Linked DNA regions of Urocitellus parryii: region 2 is linked to region 1. The links are chromatin contacts, called in public Hi-C maps. All regions are on one chromosome and are shown on one strand. The core of a region is the stretch at or near the end of the contact, and the rest is flanking DNA. Distances in the headings are between cores, read along the strand shown. Region 1 holds the start of Wdr12 (WD repeat domain 12). Region 2 holds the start of Cyp20a1 (cytochrome P450 family 20 subfamily A member 1).

Evidence for each region. Hi-C and Micro-C count contacts between places; a contact is called where the count stands out from the background.
Region 2: a Hi-C map of liver shows a contact between it and region 1, with 2.2 times the contacts expected there. The contact joins the promoter of Cyp20a1 here to the promoter of Wdr12 in region 1. A contact is called at or near these places in 2 of 2 Hi-C or Micro-C datasets (liver and muscle).

The regions. Positions count from the first base shown.
Region 1 is chr1:251,902,582-251,906,320 of mUroPar1.hap1, reverse strand. It overlaps Wdr12 (WD repeat domain 12), which reads left to right and starts at 1,306. Exons shown (of 14, transcript XM_026405329.2): 1 at 1,306-1,422; 2 at 1,663-1,774. The coding sequence starts at 1,734. Carf (calcium responsive transcription factor) reads right to left here and starts at 968. Exons shown (of 17, transcript XM_077799261.1): 1 at 923-968.
Region 2 is chr1:252,187,306-252,191,108 of mUroPar1.hap1, reverse strand. It overlaps Cyp20a1 (cytochrome P450 family 20 subfamily A member 1), which reads right to left and starts at 2,480. Exons shown (of 13, transcript XM_077799268.1): 1 at 2,277-2,480. The coding sequence starts at 2,348.

The DNA.
Region 1 (3,739 bases), core at 57-2,556:
ATATTTCACTCCCAATTGTTTAAATTACTTCTAATTTCCTACAGCTGATTTAAACATTAGGGGTCTACTTAATCTAATACATCTTTAAGTAACATAGGGGAAAGCTTTAGTTTTCTTCACCCGCACACATACCGTTCCGCCCACAAATTTTGCAATCCAGTTCTGCCTGATCCTAAACTGTTCTCTCTTGAAGACCCCCTCTTGGAGCTTTGCTGGCGAATGCCTTAAAATGTGACTTTGGGATCTGGAGAGTATCATCTCCATCCAGCCTATCTCAGAGAAACAACTATATTGAGCTAGAGTAATTACTGGGATCATTGCGACCAAGACAAGGCTTTGGGTAACTTCAAAACAAAAAGTAAAAAAAAGCCAGGGGTAGAAGGTGTGGGCAGAAGCTTTTCTTCTTCTAAACACAAGGTATAAAAAGGCTGAGAAAGTGGGGAGGGGAGACGCTTAAAAGCCGGGCGCGCGAGAGCGTGGGAGACCACGCACAGGGCGCTCCCGCCAAAGGGGCGCGGGTCCTTGGCGGTGATGGCTCGTTTTGGGGTTCTGCAACCCTCAAGACACCTAACCTCCTCCTTCTCCAGTCTGCCTCCCTGGGGCCCGCGAGCCCCCTCCCGGGCCCGTGGTAGTGGGCCTAGCTAGGAGGGCCCGGAAAAAGCCCCGAGAAAGAGAAAGAAGGGCGCCGTCAGTGCCCGGCTGCGGCAGGGGCGGGGGCCGGCAGTTGCTACCAGCCCGGGCGGGTCAGGAGGTGACGCGAGGAGGTAGAAAGGGGGGTTGGGAGGTAGCATCCAGTCCGTCAGCGCAGATGACTCTGCCAAACCTCTAGTTCCCCAGCCCTGCCGCCGCCGAAAGCCCCACAAGGCGAGGAGGGAAGTCCGCCGGAGCAGAGGGGAGAAAATTCAAAACGAGTCTACTCAACCTCGTCTTGGCTCCGAGGCCCCGCCATGGAGACCAGCACAATGCGCAGGCGCACCTCTCTGGGAAGTGCAGTGCGGTCCCACGCGGTGAGACCACTATCGGCCACCGTCGGGGGTTTCTTTTCAGAACGTTATTTTTCTCGTATTTCCGCCTTGGCGAACCCGAGGCTAGTGGTGAGAACTCGGGAAAAGTCATGGGTGGATCAGGTTGTGGTTGAGAACATACCTAAGAAAAGGAACTTGGGAAGATCTTAGTCAACTAGAGGAAGTTTAATAAATATATGGCTGGAGTCAGGAGGATTTAATGCAAATAAGAGATCTTGATACACCGTGACAAGACTACAGTTCCCAGTGGTCACAGCGTTTGAGACGCGCGGCTTCCTGGGAATTGTAGTATCTCACAACTGCGTTTGAAGTATCCAGTCTAACGATAGTGTTTTATTTTAAAATACAGATTTGAGTTGGAAATTTCTCAAGCTTCCTAATCGATCACAGCCTAAAGGTATGGAAAGAAATCTAAAAAAAGATTAAGGGGGCACTCTGCCTTTAAGACTGTGCTTTACCAATCGGTGATTCCTAAATCTAGGAATAGGTATTTGATGTTTGCGGGCTGGGCCTGTGTGGAAGGTGAACCTCGTGGTGCCTTCTGCTGAGGAAACCCGGGGGAAGAAAGCCGAAATCAGTCTTGGACCGCAGTTCTCGCCTACCCGTTCAGACTAATTTTAATTATCTCTTTTTGTAGTATTAAGAGGTTAAAAAGCACCTCTTTTTTGACTGCTAACTCATACGTTTTCGAGGCCAAGTCTTCTCGCCATGGCTCAGCTCCAGACACGCTTCTACACTGACAACAAGAAGTAAGTAAGCGGCCCAGCCGTCGGGATTAGCCTCTTTCCCAGGCACGACCTTGTGTTCTTGTTTTTCCCGATTGTCATTGTCTTTGCTGTCAGCTACTCCCCGCCACCGTTTTTTCCCTTTGTTCCTGCTGTTCTCCTAACTTGAGCCCCTGGTCTCCTCAGAAGTGGTGCCTTGCAAGGGTTTCTCAGGAACCTCTCAGAGGGTCTCCAAGATCACCTCCTTACTGCTCGCTTCCTGGGCTCCATATAATTTGAATTGTGTATGGAGGAAACTGAAGGGCTGCGGGTTTGCTTTCTGAATGATGCACACCATATGCATAATTTGAACAGTGAACAAAAGGGCCGTGTCGTTACAAACTGGCTGCTAGTGGTGTTTCACAGCTTCTGAAAACATAACTGCCTTTTCCCCCCTATATTTCTAATTGATGTATTATAATGGTACCTAGTGGTGGGATTCGTTGTTACATTATTTCTTCATGCACACAATATAAAAATATAATTTGCCCGATATCATTCTCCATTATTTCCCCTTTCTCTCCCCTCCTCCTTCCCCTTGGTCTCTTTCTTCTACTGTTCTTCCTTGTTTTTAATTTTCTTTTTAAGTAGGTGATAGAAAATGCTTTTATAAACCAGGGTAGAAAGTGGATCTCTGAATAGAGGGTTGGTAGAACTGAAGTCAATTCAGTGTATATTGTGTTGTATGCTGTACTCTTTTTATAAAATGTACTTACATATGTGTAAATATCATTTATATACAAACATTTGCCATTGATTTTTTTTTTGTGTGTGTGTGTGCGTGTGTGTACAAAGCGATTTTTACCAATGGTTCCTAGATTTGTAGAACATATTTGAAATCTACTTATGTACTACCTTGTGGTGTAAGTTGCACTATTAATATTTTAAGTCCCTTAAATGCAGAAACCATGTCTTAAACTTCTTGGGTTGACTGAGTCAACAATGTTTGTCAAATTTTTCTGGTACTAATGATGAATGATATATATATATATATATATATATATGTTGTATTATGCTAATGTCAGGCATAATTTAGAAATCTCCCTCTTGAATTAAGATTATACCTTTGATTTAGTGTTTATAACTTTTATGAGTTAACCTTTAAATCATTTTCACTCTTATGTTGTTCACAGTATATATAAATCATATCATTAATGAACATTAATTTATATACTTAGCCTTAATATTTCTCAAGGAATGTGATAATGCACTAGCATAGCCACTGTCATTATTATTACTTTCTGGGGGGGTACCAGGGGTGGAACTCAGGGGCACTCAACCACTGAGCCACATCCCCAGCCCTATTTTGTATTTTATTTAGAGATAGAGTTGCTTAGCATTTTCCTTTTGCTGAGGCTGACTTTGAACTCATGATCCTCCTGCTTCAGCCTCCCGAGCCACAGGGATTACAGGGTGCGCCTCCATGCCCAGTTGCCATTGTATTTTTTAATTGAAATTTTTATTGAGATAATTGTTGATTCACAGAAAGTTGTAAGAAATAATAATAGATCACTGTGTGTGTGTGTGTGTGTTTGTGCCCATTCTTAGGCAACAAAATTTAGAAATTAAAGTTCTGCTTCTTCCTTTCAATTAATACATATTGGTATGTGTAGATAGATATGTATACACATATATACACACACACACATATATATGCACACTCACATATAAAATTCACATTCACTGTATATGTGTATGCACGTGTGTAAAAGAGAATCACATTATTCTTCCCTCCCTGTTTTATTGATCAAAATAGTAAAATGAAGAAGCAAAAATTTTAATTCTATGTTTTGTTACTTTTTGGAATAGCTGCTTTCTGGGACATGGCAAATATATAGCTATTATTATTCCAAGGGTAGTTTGAGGACCAGCAGTATCATATTCACAGTTGTGCCACATCACCTCTGTCAACGTTAGACATTTTTCATCACCCTTTAGCTATCCTCACCC
Region 2 (3,803 bases), core at 1,231-3,730, 280 kb before region 1:
TTGACTCAGTCATCCCACTCCTTGGTTTATACCCAAAGGTCTTAAAATCAGCATACTACAGTAATGCAGTCACATCAATGTTTATAGCAGCTCAATTCACAATAGCTAAACTATAGAACCAACCTAGATGCCCTTTAACAGATGAATGGATAAATAAAATGTGGTACATAAACAGAATGGAATGTTATTCAGCCTTAAAGAAGAGCCAATTTTTGGCATTTGCCTGTAAACTGATGGAACTGGAGAACACTATGCTAAGCAAAATAAGCCAATCCCAAAGAACAAAAGGCCAAACGTATTCTCTGATAAGCAGATGCTAATTCACAGTAAAGGAGGGGTGTGTGGAATTAGAGATACTTTGAATTAGAAGGGAGTGAAAGGAGAGCAATATGGGGGTAGGAATGATAGAATGAATCAGATATTATTGTGCATATATGATTATGCAACCTGTGTAACTCTACATCAAGTACAACTAGAAGAATGAGAAATTATACTTCATTTATGTCAAAATGCATTCCACTGTCAAATATAACTAATTAGAATTTTTAAATCTTTTTTTTTTAAAGAGAGAGGAGAGAGAGAGAGAATTTTAATATTTACTTTTTAGTTTTCGGCGGACACAACATCTTTGTATGTGGTGCTGAGGATCGAACCCGGGCCGCACGCATGCCAGGCGAGCGCGCTACCGCTTGAGCCACATCTCCAGCCCAAATTTTTAAAAATTTTAAAAAAACCTAATCTGACTATCTATGGTGACTATATTTAACCCAAAGGCCAACCAAGCTCTGTGTGTGTGTATAAACATTTATTAATCTATATATATACTTGATATATATGACTACATGAGACATATTTATCTGAAACATATAAAATTGTGTTCAGTGTGTGACTTGAGTGTTACAGATATTAGAAATTAAGATTGAAATAGAGGGGGCTAGGGTTGTGGCTCAGCATTAGAACGCTTACCTAGTAGGTGCAGGTTACTGGATTCTATCCTCAGCACCACATAAAAATAAAATAAAGTTATTGTGCCCAACTACAACTAAAAACCAAAATATTAATTAAAAAAAGATTGAAATATAATAGGGGGTGGGGCTGTAGCTCAGTAGTAGAGCACTTGCCCTGCACACATGAGGTACTGGGTTCGATCCTCAGCACCACATAAAAATAAATTACTAAAATAAAGATACTGTGGGGCTGGGGTTGTAGCTCAGTGGTAGAGCGCTTGCCTAGCATTAGTGAGGCACTGGGTTGGATTTTCAGCAACATATAAGTAAAAATAAAGGTCCATCAACAACTAACAAAATATTTTTTTAAAAAATATATTGTGTCCATCTACAACTAAAAAGAAGTTTGAAAGATTGAAATAAAGAATTTGTGATTGCCTGAGTCATGACTCAGCCAAGCAAACCACCAGTATTTTCAGTGAATTAAAGCTGATCAAAGTTATGTAGCGTGTGAAATTATTATTCACTACTTTGTGACATTGTGGAAAGGCACAAACGTTGTATGGTCCATGTTAATGGCATAATTCCCTCACAACAGTGTTGATTCTGTAAGCTGATCATAGATAGTCCTATTTAAAGATTATCAAAAGACCTGCAGCCACTACAAATGTTTACTTTCTCGGATAAGATTCCCCCGAAGTTCCATTTACCAGCTCTGAAAAGAACATCTAAGTACTTGGAGCTGTTCAGCTATTTTTCATCTTCTATCATGAAACTACGACGTTGCTTTCTAGAATATGTTTTAAGGATGCTTCCTCGTCGGTCAACCCTCCAGTTTTGAGAACCTCCCTCTAAGGTGAACAAAGCAGTGGAGAAAGTAGCTAGGGAGTCTTGAGGCCAGACTCGCCGCGCAGCCCGCAGCACGGTGCTCCTGCCTCTGCGGCCCTGCAAGACCCCGGCCCCAGCTCTCTGGAATCCAGCAATCGCCTGACAGATGGGAGAAACGACGGCACAAAATGCTGCGAGAATCCTCGAGAAAGTTTCCTCCCCAATACACTAGACAACGGGATCAGGGGTTAGCAGAGTTTCTCCCGAAAGGGCTGCGGGGAAGGCAGTCCCGCGAACACCCGCCGCGCTCGGTCCCTTCTCAGCAGCTCCGAGCGCCGCGCGCTGCGGCAGGGGCGGGGCGTCACGTGACTCGGGTGCGGTCCCAGGCGCTGGCCCTCCCCGCGGGCCCGCCCCGAGCAGGTCTACGGGGATGCGGGCGACCGAGGCTGGAATAGCTGCCAGGACCCCCCCCCCCCGCCCCAGGACCAAGGCGGCGGTTACCGGGTAGAGGTAGAGCACTGCTCCGACCAGCGCCAGCAGGAAGGTCACGGCGAAGATCGCGAAGTCCAGCATAGCTCTCCGTCCGGGAGCCACGTCCCGGATCCTCGGCTCTGGCCGCAGCGCCCCAGCCTGGCCCAACCGGAGGAATTCTATGGGCGGAGGCTCCCGCGGGCCTCGCGACGTACGGACCGTCGGGGGCGGGACCAGGCCTGCGCCCGGCCCGCGGGGAGAGCAATGGATCGCCCAGGGGCCCGTGGAGGCCCTGCCCCTCAGGATTGGGGCGGACGCAACTGTGGACCGTGCTGTGGGAGAGCAGATCCCAGGCTTCCAAGAAACGTTTTGAGTTAACTTTGGTCGGCCCCAACCAATACTTTTTCCTGTGGACTTAAAAGAAGAAGAAAACAAAAAGCAACTACAGAGAAAACTCTAAACCAACGGTTTTTTAAAAGTGTGGGGCCAGCCGCTGCCATCCTCACCGTGAGAAATGCAGATTTTTCGATTCCCGCACCACACCTATTGAGTTCCGCGTTACAGCAACTTGAAGAATGATGCTATCTATATTGGGGGCTAAGCATTGATCTTTGTTGCCGGACATTTGGCAGTTGCAATAGCTAGATCAGCTTTGGTGAAAATTCATGCAATTGTGCACAAGTGCAGCCTCCATTTTTAATATTGTGGCCATTCCATTCTTGTGTTCATTTTGAAGGGGCCAATGAAGGGGGTGCCTGACATGAACTGGATTGCTCACTTTGTCCACTTGATTGATTAGTGCCTCTTTCAGGGTGAATGTTCTGTGGTGGGTGTTAATATGTGTGATTTTCATACTTTTCTCGTTTCACATACCCATGTACATACCCTCTATCCCAGAGATTCCTGTCCCCAGTCTTTTTTAAATAACATTTTTTATATTGTATTTCACTTATTTTTATGTGGTGCTAAGGATCGAATCCAGCGCCTTGCATGCTAGGAAAAGCACTCTGCCACTGTATAACCCCAGCACCCTGTCCCCAGTCTTCTTAACATCTTTTTTTTTTTTTTTCCCATTTGTGCCTCTGACCAGCTCCCTGAGCATTCATCACTGTATGATTCTGTACGATTTTGTATATAGTCTAGCCCAAAGTGAACTGCATGGTTTATTCCTAAAGACCTGTTCAATTGAGATGGTTCTCCTGTGCTACCATCTTTCAATACCACCCATAAGTAAGGTTTCAGTTTGGTTGCTACTCATTTTGGGCTTTACTGAACATTCCATTTGTACAATGAGTTTTGGCTTTTTTCCTCCTCATCTACCTGACCATACAGAATCTCCTATAACATCTCAGCATGTACTGGTGCAACAATGGTCTATTTATGGAATCCAGGCTACTCTTGCCTATGTCCTCTGGTCTTTAAGATTTGGGGATCTTGGGCTGGGGATGGAGCTCAGTTGGTAGAGCATTTACCTAGCAACTGGGGGAAAAAAATGGTAGTCTGACAAGACACAGCTAATGAAGGCAAGTGTTGAGAAAGTTTCTTGGGAATAAGATA